2 separate regions of the Mus musculus genome follow, and region 1 is linked to region 2. The links are chromatin contacts, called in public Hi-C maps. All regions are on one chromosome and are shown on one strand. Each heading gives the region's core, a stretch centred on a gene start, on an enhancer-like site or on the middle of the called end of the contact. The rest is flanking DNA. Distances are from core to core; before and after follow the strand shown. Region 1 has its middle 48 kb from the start of A230028O05Rik. Region 2 has its middle 9.4 kb from the start of Gm32126.

Region 1 (6,281 bases), core at 1,958-4,457, 860 kb after region 2:
GACTCCTAGGTTTGAATACTTGGTCCCTAGTTAGTAGAAAAGTTTGTGAAGGATTAGGAGGTGTGGCTTTGCTGGAAGAGGTAAGTCGCTTGGCTTTGGAGATTCTACGGGCTCAGTGGCACTCCCAGTTTGATTGCTTGTCTCCTACTTGTGGATGAAAATAAGAGATCTTGTTTGTTTCTGCCACCATACCTCTCCTCTGCCATCCTGAACAGTAACACTCTAAAACCATTTAATTAATCCCAAGCAAACACATTGTTTTATAAGTTTACCCGTTGCTGGTATGTTGTCATAGAAATAAAGTAACTAAAACTTCACAGCAATAAAAAAGTAACTATGATCGCTATCTCCTTAACATTTGTGGCACTGTAGCAACAGTGCAGGTCACTGTTGTCACAGAGTTTATAAACTAGGCAAGAATGGTAATGACTTTTGACCTCTTGTAGATTGTATCTTCCAGCAGAATGAATGCTAGTCAGTAGGGGGAAATTTTTCAATTGAGTACCAGCTTGATTTCTCCATGTTCTGTGACATTAAAAATGGTGATCTTTCCATCAGCTTGTGGAAGATAACTAATTCTATAATGTTTTAGGAGGGCGTCTATGGGACTCCTTTGGCCAATGATTCAAAAACGAAATAAATTTCTGGCTTGGGGGTTTGATTTTGTTTGTTTGTATGTTTGTTGGTTTGTTTTATAGCATAAGATATTTAGTTGGGGTATTGTCTCCCCTCCAATATGCTAGCTCTATTTAAAACTCCTTCCATGTATGGATATACTTTAGGAAGCTTTGGTAATAGTGAGCTTCCATACAACTTTTCAAAAGACCTTTAGTGTTCGTTATCTCTCCCCAAACGCCCTGCTCTCCCTAGCCCTCTCGTTCCACTCCATTTATTCTTCTTGTTTCGATTTCCTCATTATATCACTGTGTTATAGTTCTCCTTCCTCTGTCCCCTCTTCCTTCTCCCTCCTTCTCCCTCCTGGTCCTGAGTGAAGTAACCTAGATCCAGAAAGAGAAACACTATATGTTTCCTCTTATACGGGGATGTTAGTGTTTAAGCTTTAAATATGTGCGTTTCATTTAGAATATTCACAGAAGTTAGGTAGGAGATATATCTATCTATATATCGAGATACACACACACACACACACACACACACACACACACACACACACACACACATTCTCCCACATGTAACTTCTTTTGTAAATTAGAATAAGAACAATTAGAAAATAAACAAAACTTTCTATGTGGACCACAAAATTCTCTATTTCCATGACTTTTTCTATGCTCCTTGGCATATGTGGCAAATTCTCTAAGAATTTCAGCCTAGAATTTCCAAGGCACAAAGTAGACACCACTGTTCTCCTACTCTTTATACCTCACCCTTGTGTGTGTGTGTGTGTGTGTGTGTGTGTGTGTGTGTGTGTGTGTGTGTGTGTGTGTCTGTCTGCCTGCCTGCCTGCCTGCCTGCCTGCCTGCCTGCCTCTTTCTCCCTCCCTCTTTTCTTCTACAGAATATAACAAAACTTTCTGAACATGGCCTGAAATCTTTCAGCTTTCTTTCTAGCTTTTTTGATTCTCAAGAAAATGTTCGTGGCCAGTTGCTACAGGGTATTTGATCACACCATAAACCCTGAGATTGTCTTGTTTACTGGGAAAACCTGTTTTTAGTTGTGGTGCGGCTCAGCTTTAGCACACACCTTTAATCCAAGAGTTTTCTGCTTGAATATTGTAAATAGAATTAAATAAATTCAACCACAGATGAAGAAGCAGAGCAAGAGACCAATTTACAGGAAGTGAACATAGGATTATTAAGAAAAAAAATATAGCAAGTAAGAGGAAGTCAGGAAGATGGATAGAGAGATGCACAGGAAGTAGAAGGAAAGGTCAGCTGGATCCTTTCTCTGCCTCTCTGAGCTAACAGGCTTTCACCCCAGCATCTGGCTTCCAAGTCTTCATTGATAAAATCAAAGGATTGATATTTTGTTAAAAACAACAGCTGATGGTATGTATAATTTAATAATAAATTAATAAATATATGAAGCCCATGACAGTATTTTTTCCTGTTACATATCTTCGTACCACTGATATATGCTTTTTCATATGTAGAAAAAAACTAAACGTTATTTCCTACTTCTAAATTTCCATCTAGACTGTGTTTTATTCAGCCCCGTATATAGGACATATGAAGTTCTTGAGCTAATATGTACTGCATAGATGCATGAATGAATAAACACATGAATGAAAGACTGTCTCTGTGGGATGAGTGTTATCTCCTGTGAGGTCACTGAGCAGGAAGAAATCAATTATGCTCCTCAGGAGAAAATATGATCGGCTGGTTTACTCTTGTCCTTTGTCACCTCCACGGTGACAAAATTCTACTGCATTATTTTTCCCTTTCAGATCTTTGTTGGTTGGTATGCAAAAATATTTTCCCTGTGACCCGTGAAGAACTGTTTTATATTCTGTAAGGTAATGGGAGGAGAAGGGGTCTTTTCTGTATTGTAACAGGGCATAAGGGGTCTTGACTCATTCAAACATGGAGGAAATTGCACAACTGGAGTGGCTTCATCTGAGCCATAGTGAATGCAAACGAGTGATGTCAAGCCAACCTAAACTACCCCATTGTTCTTAGTGTGACTAAAAACTGACTAATATTACTTCCTCTGGCGTGTTTTTTTTTTTTTTTTTTTTTTTTTTTTCCTGCTTCAGCACAATGGAAAAGTTCCAGGCTGCTGTTCTACTTCACTGTCTGGACAAAATGATTTCCTCTTGTCACAGCCACTTGAGACTAAAAACAGTAGAAGTGGGAGTTGGAACTCCGAGCTCCCAAGAGTATGCTTCAGTTTAGCCCTGTGATTGTTCTGAGATATTCACCAAAACTATAAATAATAGTGAAACCCAAATAGGACCAGACTGCCTATGTGAGCTGGAGAGGGCCCTTATACTTTCCCGTTTTTATTCTGAGGCTTTCAGGATTGCTAAGACGTCAAGCCAAGGAACTGTGGTTGAATGTGGAGTCTCTCTTCTGTTCAGCAGCTGTTTCTTCAAAAACAAGTCCTCCTACCTTGGGGCTGCTAACAGTTTCCACCTCCTCCCTGTAGATTGTTCTTTGTTCTGTCCTCTGGGAGATGGCTGATGTTTGCACACTCCAAAGAGGCTCAGAGCCATGCTCTGTGTGGACTAAGTCACTGGAGACATGACTAGTGATGACTTTACTCAGAAAGAAAATGAAGTCAGCCAAACCACAGCAGCAGGGATGCCTTTCAGGCTTAGAAATGGAGGGCACCTTTCTTTCAAAGTGGTCTCATGGGAGACAGAGTGGTTTCATTCTCTCACCCCAGTGTTACTATGGATACATAACCAAAGATATGTGACCGGAGGGAATCAAGGTGGCTCAGCAGGTAAGAGTCCTTGTTTCTAAGATTGATAACCTGAGTTTAGACCACAGAGTGCACGTGGTGGAGGAAGAGAACTAGCTCCCACTCTGTTGTCCTCTCTGTCCTATGATCTCTACATGTTCCTTGTAGCACATGTGCATCCATACAATATAGATACATACATACACACATACATACATACATACACACATACATGCATACATACATACATGCATGCATGCATGCATACATGCATACATCAACTACTTCTATATATCATTGCCTCCATATGTTTCTACAGTTAAGCTTTCCTCTAAACAATAAGCTACCTCAGCTCCCCTTTGCCCTCACTGGTGGCAGTTAGGCTCAACTGTACATTGCTACTTGCATAGAAAGCTTGTAATCCTTTGGCAAAGGGGAAAAAATCTCTCTGCAAGACTTTCAGCCCTTCTCATTTTCTTGGGAAAAAGAACATTCTAGAGGAAACACACACACACACACACAGTAAAATTAACCGAAGCTCCTTAGCCCTTTGCAAGTCTGGAATTCCTTTTTCTCTCAGTGAGTCATATCTATAACATATGAGTTTCCGTTAGTTTGAGGGTCAAAGAAAAATCCAGCCCCTACAGGACTTTTCAGCTCTCTGGGAATTGGAAGGAAGGACTCATTTCATGGCAGAGATGATTGCTTTTTGCTTTTGAACTATATCTGGTGGCCCAGAAACCACAGCCATCAAATTCAGAGGCTCTGCTAAATCGTCATGATTTCAGCTACCAATTAAGTCTAATGTGCGTGAGGAGCGATGAGTCTGCGGGTGGAATAAACCACTTCTTCAATTGATTGAACTTCCAAGCAAACATGCTTTGATGACCATGGACACCCATCCCTTAGAAAGATTTCCTGAGACAATGAAGAGGAGCCAACCTCTAATTGTTAAGGACATATACCGGGGAATGTAGATATACCCAGAGATCTTGTGTTCTCTGCCAGACCTTGAGCTACCTTTTAGTTCCAGCAAGATGCCTCAGGGGACCACATAAGGGACAAGTTATGAAGAAAACTCGCTGAGTTGCTGGCAGGCTGTATATGTCCAAAGACTTAGGCCTCATCTGAGAACACAAGTAGGAGTGTGGTCTGGGAATCATCTGCTATGTTAAATTGGGACTCCAGGTTAAATAAATAGGTTCAGAGAGGGATGGCATTGACAAGAAAACCTGAGTGACAGTGCGGAAGCATGTTTGCATGAGTGATGTCATAGTAAAACTGCAGACTTTCCCACAATCTTTTCAGAAATTTGCAATGTACTTAAAAAAAAAACAGATTGTACAAATATGTATGCTCATTATGGAAAAATAGAAAGCACAAGCCAGCAAAAAGAAAGTTGTGGCTTTCTGTGATCTCATCACCTAGAGTAACAACTTCAACGGGCCAGGGTTGATATTTTGGGCTAAATCATAGTCTTACATTGGCATTTAGCAGAACGCCTGGCCTCTGCTCCCTGAGTAGCATGAATAGATTCATTCTCATTTTCTGCAACCAAAACTGTGTCACCAGACACAAAATCCATCAGGAAAAATCACTCACATTGACCACTAAAGTCTAGACATAAACAGTGATACCATGTTTTGGCTCTCACCCCGACTGGCATACAAGTGAACATATAATTTAGAGTGCAGTTGCAGCATCTTAGTTTGTTTTGTTGTTTTTTTTTTAATTTTCCCTAAACAATTTCTCAACTGCATCTGCTCTACAACACCATCTTCATGGCTCTATTTTGCTCCTGTGTAAAATGGTGCCACAGTTTACTTAACGTCTACTTGATGGACATTATTTGCAAAGACAGTATAGTAGTCAAGGATCTCTAGAGGAAGAGAAATGATAGAATGAATGAATGTATATAACCTGAGTTTAGATCCCAGAGTCCACATGGAGGAAGAAAAGAACTGGCTCCCATACATTGTTTTCGCTCTTCCACATGCTCTCTCTTCCACATGCTCACTCTGACACACATATATCCATACACACAATACACACACACACACACACACACACACACACACACACACATACACACATATGCATACATATATAGAGATGGCTGTAGTCTGGCTAGTCTAACAATGACTGTCTCCCAACAGAAAGGCCAAGAGCCCATCCAATGTTCAGTGCATGAGGCTGGATATCTCAGCTGGTCTTCAGTCTACTTTGGAGTCCTAAAGAAGCACATTCCAATACCAACAACGGAATGTCTTAGCAGGCAAGTAATCAAAAGCTTTCTTGTCCCACGTTCTTTTAAGGAGGCTGCTTCCAGAAAATATAACCCACATTTAGTATGGGTCTCCTGACCTTATAAAATGTTCCAGATTTAGGTCAGGTCTTCCTAACTCAAATGATCCAATCAAGAAAACTCACAGGTGTGCTCATCTGCTTGGGTTTTAGTTGATTCCAGATGTAGTCAAAGTGACCACCGAGTTTAGACATCATGGATGAAAATGGCATTGAAACACAGACACATATTTTTAGGGTTAATTTTATTTTATGCTTATGGATGTTTTGCCTGAATAAATGTTCATGCACTGTGTGCATGGATGGTGTCTACAGAGCCCACAAGAGGGTTTCTAATCCCTTGGAACTATAGTCACAGACAGTTTTGAGCCACCACATGAGTGCTGGGAATCAAATCCTGGTCCTCTAAAAGAGCAGTCAGTGCTCTTAATCTCTGATCCATCTCTCTAGACCCATAAAAAGAACTTCTAGTTCTCTTACATTGTGGAAGGGAGCTGAGTACAACTCATAAGGATAAGCAAGAAGATTCTCATATTGTTTCCTTTTACCTAAGAGTCACAAAAGATCCTGAGTTTGAGGTCATAAGGAATCTTGCATGAGAAGCCACAGTGACT
Region 2 (6,535 bases), core at 1,448-3,947:
CATTCGGATGGGATATTTACCTCTGTGGTCGTTACTCCTTGCTTTTCTTTCTCTTCCTTTCTCCGGGGCTTTTTGTTTTTCTTGTGTGTTACTTTTTAAAGTTTTTTTCCTCAACCATCTTAAGGCAGATCAGATTAGTTATAACCTTCTGTATGGTCCTAACATGCTTGGTTCATACATGTCATAATGTACACATCATATTGAATCAGACGTATTTGTGTGTCTATGTATGTATAATAAACTGTTGGGAGCAGGCATCATACCTTATTCATGCTTTTATAGCTAGAACTAGCATGAGCTGTATGCCTAAGCATGAACTGTGTGCCTAGTATTAGTGGGTATTTAATGAACACTCAAGTAGGTAGATCATTAGATGGAAAATGGACAGATAGATAGATTACTATTGCATGAATGGAAGATAGCTGATCCTCCATTTTAAAAGTAAGCTAGCTATGATCTGATACCTGATCTTTGAAGAGAAGAAAGGGAGGAAATGGTTTTTAAGCTTATTTCCAGACCTGATGGCTTTGAGTCTAAGAGTCAATGAATCACAAAGGATTATTGACATTGGAATCAGAGATTTTACTTAGCCTGGTTGCTTGAGATAACTCAGAGAGCTTCCAGGTTCACGAATAGAGATCAAAAAGTGTGCAGTCTCCTGACATGAAAGACAGCTATACTAGGATTAAAAAAAAAAAATCTTGGGCACAGTCAGAGTGCCCGCCCATCCTAGTTGGCAACGTTCATAATACATCAACATACTTGCCAAGGGAAGAAACCTCCAGCAAAACAGGTTCTGAGTTGGCTCAGGAACAACATGACTATACATTCCTGTAAATTTCCAGGACCATGAGAAGTCTCAGTGTGATATATATGCACTACTACCATACATGGGTCCAGTGGCCATCTTTGATCTTTCTTGGTCCCTGTGGGTGTAGAGTTTAGGAGAGACTTGTACAGACTTAGGTCAGATATCAAGACAGAAATAATCCTTAACTCTACTTTCAGTTGAGGAGAAAAGTTGAAGGCAAGCCATTCCCTCTCTGCCTAGCTAGAGAAGAAGTTCATTTGAGGTTCATGTCAAGCCAGAGGCCGATCTAGATGCAGCCATGTGCTCAACCCTATCTTAAGTGATATGGAGAACATAAGGAACAATACAATGCCTCCTGTCTTCAGGGAGTCTACACACGGGAGACAATCAGTGACATGCCAATATGCTGTCAGTAAGTAATATGCAGTGCAGAGAGAAAGCCATGTGGATGAGGCACTGAAGGCTAAAGGAAGGACAGACCACTTTATAAGGGAGGAAGTCTGGTCAACAGACAGATCCACCATGTCAGTCAGGAAAACTGCTCAAACACAGGGTTCAAGCACAGGGCACTGGAGATCAAAGTGTGGGTAAGAGAAGAAAAGAGGTTGGTTTTTTTGTCCGTCCGTCCCCCAAGATGTTGAAAGATGTGAGAAAGAAGGAGTGACCACCTCTAGGGACCTGACCTGCTTTATATATATATATATATATATATATATATATATATATATATATATATATATATATATATATATATATATATATATATAGTGAAACCCTGTTGCTATCCCCAAATGCCAACATCCACAGTTTAGAATGCACTGCAGGAATTGGAGACTACTGGAGAGCTTGTGGACTTGCATCTCATTCTTACCTAGAGGACCACTAGCAGAAGACGTTTGGCAGTAGCTCCACCCTCACGGAGGACTGGACACGGAACCGCAATGACTTCCTCTACGGAGCCTCTGTGATGAAGTCTCTTTGTAGAAAATAGGAAAATGTTCACACACAGACCCACATTCAGATTTCTCTGAGAAGTCACCTGGAACAGTAAAGGTACAATCTAGAAGCCAGGACACCCGATGTACTGCTCCAGCAGGGCAGCAGGGTCTGACAGACCCTGGAATCTTACAGAGTCTTGCCTTCAGTCTAGACTGTGATCCCAGCCACTGGTGTCTCCTGCAAGCAGCAGGTTTCCAGGCCCAGGATCAAAGGCAGGAGGAATAAGTATTGGAGACCAGAGACCCTTCATTCTGAAACTCAGAAAGAGAAACCAGGTCCAGATCACCAGAGAGTTCCAGCCTGGAACACATTATGTATTCCAAACTTCCCTTTCACTCTTGAAAATCCTCCTGCCTCAGCCTATTAAGAGCTGCAATTACAGGTATGAGTCACTGTGGCCTGATTCCTCGTTACTCTTGAGAAGAAGAGTATTAGTAATGCAAAAACCAACAATACACCCAGCAATATATAGAATGTCTGATGCTGCAATTTTGTTTGTCAACAAACTAAAAGATAACACACGCCTCCAGGGCCAGCAATGTCAACGGTCTGGTTGGGGTGTCCTATAGTTACCTCCCAGGTTTCCACGCTTTCTACATTTCCACTCTGGGTCCTAGAAAATGAGGAGCTAAGAAGGTAATTATGCTATCGGGTGCTGACAGACCCCGAAGCGCCTTGTGAATCACCAAAGAAAGCTTAAGTCACACTATCATTTTAGCGTTCAGCAAAGTGTGTTGTAATTATGTCTTTGGAAACCAAGAATCTCAAATGATATGGATGGTAACCAGATGAACCAGAATTTTCCATTTGCCTAGAATACTCCATTGCCTGGCTACTTTATAGAAACAGGAACTTGCTTTAACATGAGAGTAACAATAAGCTACAGTGACTAGATACTAGTAGTCTCTGGCTTGCCAAGTGTCCAGTGTGTGTCAGCAGCAGAGATTGCTGACCACGGCAGCCTGGCATTATGGGGACCCAGTCAGGCTCCATTTCAGAAATCATGGGCGGTGTTTCCATGGAGCTCTGCCCGAAAAGAGGTGATCTAAATCTTACATGAGAGATGTACATCAACAGGGAGCCGTGCCTAGAACACTGTGACCTACAAAATCCTATTAAGGAGCTCAGAATACACAATCAGTTTCAGAGACATCAAGTGACCTTGTGCAAGGCACTACATACACTGCTTTGCCTATTTCACTGTCCCCCTCCCCACAAAAGCTCTATAAACACCTTGGCCAGCAGCTCCCTAGCCTGGGAACAGAGAGCAAGCTGATTTTCACTGTTTTGTTTTGTTTTGTTTTTTTTAATTGTTGTTGCTGTTTTTAAGCCTGCTCCTTCTAGCAACCACTGTGTTGCTTGTGTTGCTTGTGTGTGTCGTTCTAGAAAGGTACACACAAATTCACGGCGGTGGGGGGGGGGATGTCACCTACTGCTCAGATTGGAGCATCCCCCTCCATGTGTCTCCTTTTAAAGATTCTATCACTTAACTTTGATAGCCCTTCACCAAGAATGCATGTTTCTTGGCATGCTTATGACTAGGAAGGAGTTGGCTGACCCTGATTCATAACTGCTCTTTCTTTAGTGGATAAAGGCAGCTGCATAATGCGATCCGTCCCCCATTTCTTTTGTTTGAGCTGCCAAGGATCTCAAACACATGCTACGTGCCTCATTAAAATTATTCTTATTGTGGATTTTCTTCTTCTAACTCTTCTCATCTTCCGGGACAAGGTCTTAATCTTCTCACTCTGCTTTTCTGATCAGGATACCCATTTTGGAAGTAAGGAGCATGTAGGTAAAAAAAAAAAAAAAAAAAAAGTGCAGACTGATCTGTCTTAGGAAAGAAAGGTGGGAAGATCAGTCCTCATTCTGGGGTGGTGGCTATACCTTCATTTGCAACACAGGTTAACCATTAATATTCAAAAGACTAATGATGAATCTTTGCATGGCGCTTTCCATCCATAAAACAAATACTTCCCCATGCATGATCTCATTTTGTAAGTAGCAATTGCACTGTACTGATGGGGTCAGGGAAGGTCAGAGAGATTAAGTGTCTAGCCAAAGGTCAAAAAGGACCTTGGACCTTCTACTGCTGAGCTGGGTTCTGTTGGTTCTTTCTCTCTGCACTCTGTCTCCCATTGACTTCTCTTTTAAGCCAGCACCTTCACCCTCCTCCTGGGCAAGATATTTTTGAACATGAAAACTAGAACCAAACAGATATGCTGTTTTAGTGGGCCTTTCCCGTCTTGAGACGGTCTGTAAAATGCCTGGAAACCACTTATGGCTGAGTGCAGGAGACCCGAGCTCCCTGCCACCTGCCCAGGGTTTCATGCTATAGTCTCTGATAAGCTTCTTCCTTCTCAATAAACTCTAAATAAGTGCAAATTACTTCTCCCTGTCCCTAACCCCTAACTATCATACAGAAGCTTGTTGGGACAGTCAAAGGGGAAAATGGCTGTTAATTGTTGAGGCTTTTTGGTGGGAAGGCACATGATAAGATCTCAGGGCCAGGCACTTCCACCAAGTGGCTCAGTTCTCTGGTTTCCTTTAACATGACAGTACAGTGCTGGGAGGCACTGCATTTGTGATTCTGTTTCCTTCCATCTCAGGTCACTTACCCACTGCCAAGTGCACCGTCAATGCTCTGGGGATGGCCCAGAAGAGCCACTGCCTCTAGAACCATGTGGAAGGACCTTGAAAGGCATGTGTACCAATGATGTTGTGTCTGATCCAGATTAGGCCAGACCCCATTCTGGTTTCCCATTAGGCCCCAGATCCTGCCCACAGTCTGGGGGGGGGGGGGCTGGAGAGGCTAATCTCAAAGGGCCAGATATGAGTCAGTTTCCACACTCAACACCAGGCGTGTGGCTTCCTGAAGCACAGACAAGGAAGTGCTGAATTTCAAAGAGCAAGGTTTTTTTTTTTTTTTTTTCTTTGCATACCATATCCGGAACTGAAACCACCGATTCATTTCACTTTAGATCTCATACTAACATTCAGATCGTCAATTATAGTCCAGAGATAAGATGCCGAGGCTTCATCAGCCCTGTCCTTGTCTCCCCTCACGCCCCCGTTTCTTTTGCTGTGTTATTGCAGGATTCTTCCCTTTCAACTTTTTCGCTTTCAGTGTAAACAGCACAGACTGTGGAAGGTGTGTTGGATATATATATATAATAATGAGTCAAATATCTAAATATCTCTTGAGAGCATGGCTAAGCTCAGAACTTCCCTCTTCCCTCAGTGGTCACCTCAGCTCTTTGTGAGTGTGGCTGTAGGTTCGGTTATCCCATGCCATACGATAAGTGGCTCGGTGAGAGTGACTGACACCTTGTTAGCTCGTGACAGCGGTTAAAAGATGAACGCTGCGGACAGATTCATGCAAAGTACCCTCAGGAGGAGAGAGGCCACTGAAAACAGACACATCCTCTGAGCTCTGCCTGCAGCATCAACCTGTTAGCAGGAAGAAGGATTCCTGCACTTACATAGCAAGTACAAACAACTTTCACATCCTTTCTCTCTCCTGATGCTTACCAGAACTTCTGAGATCAGTCATACAAGCCTTACCCTCCACACTTTAGAGATGACAGGACCCAGAGCTACTGAGAGTGGAAAGATGGGCCTGCGCAGTAACAGTGAGAAATCTACACCTCAGTGATATGGTTCCCAAGTCCAGTCTTCCGGTAACTTCCATCAAACCTTATGTATAATTCTTTAGTGCACTGTAGCCCACAATCTAAAGCTCTAGACATCTGTTGACCTTTTAAGTCTTAAGATCATGCAGGTCAAGGTTAATGGCTAATGGATAATTACATTTACACAACCCCTCTAGGCCTCAGTTTTCATTACTCTAAAGATGAAGAAATGCTATTAAATTTAGTGCTGCTTGCATTTCCAGCACTCTGTGCATGAGTAACTGCTGAATTCAAAGTATTTGCTCTGCAGCCTGAGTGCCCAGGATGGCAGTACTGTTAGGCAAAAACAGCCACCTGACTTCCATGGTAAAATAAGTAAGAGGAAAGCACCATTATCAATAAGACTTCATAGGTCTACGAGAGAGGGGACTACAGATATATATTAGTCCTCCAACTTGGTCCTAGACCATGAAAGATAAGCATCCTGTAGTGTTATTACGATGGGCAGTAGAGACATCCTTGATGATCCCATTGGTCTCTCAAGGGAGCAGGACAAATTCTGACAAAGGTTTTATGACCACCCCAGCCCTACAAATCCCCAACCCTACCCTCTGCTGGTGTTTCACATGCTAGGCCATGCAGTGTGGTCCTTCAAGCCCAGTCCCACCTGAAGCTGAGTGATACTGACTATACACTGACTATACATGTGATAGACTAGGTCCTAACACAGCAGCCAAGGGAACTGTGGTTTTATAAAAGTTCCCACAGTCCATTTGAAAGCAAAGACTTACACATATTATCTGAACTTAGGAATTAGGACAGTGCCTTGGATTGTCTTGGTTCTTTACTATCTTTTCTTTTTTTCTTTTTCTTTTTTTGGAGAGCAGAATCCCATGGTTCTCTTACAGTGGGAGAAGAGAGATGAGCTTGTCCAAGTTTCAATCTACCTATTGCCATTCTGTTCCCATGGCTGTTCTAGAACATTCCCTTGTTCAGAGAAAGAAATGTTAGACTTTTGGAGAGATTCATAGGATACCAACTGGGACATTTTTATATCCTGAAACCCTCTTGCCTTGTCTTTTTCCATTTAGCA

Evidence for each region. A called contact is a pair of places that touch in the nucleus more often than the background predicts.
Region 1: a contact with region 2 is called in a Hi-C map of bone marrow-derived macrophages, with 13 read pairs. The contact joins two enhancer-like sites. A contact is called at or near these places in 1 of 484 Hi-C or Micro-C datasets (bone marrow-derived macrophages) and 1 of 115 datasets of contacts at active chromatin or transcription factors (astrocytes).

The regions. Positions count from the first base shown.
Region 1 is chr16:25,008,499-25,014,779 of GRCm38.p6, forward strand. No RefSeq gene overlaps it. Among named protein-coding and RNA genes, the nearest start is that of A230028O05Rik, 48 kb to the right of the region's middle. Within about 2 kb of position 3,208, at least 82 of the 459 cell types and tissues checked have an H3K27ac peak or open chromatin away from gene starts, as enhancers often do. A contact at or near this core is called in bone marrow-derived macrophages, where this site is marked.
Region 2 is chr16:24,146,849-24,153,383 of GRCm38.p6, forward strand. No RefSeq gene overlaps it. Among named protein-coding and RNA genes, the nearest start is that of Gm32126, 9.4 kb to the right of the region's middle. Within about 2 kb of position 2,698, at least 18 of the 459 cell types and tissues checked have an H3K27ac peak or open chromatin away from gene starts, as enhancers often do. A contact at or near this core is called in bone marrow-derived macrophages, where this site is marked.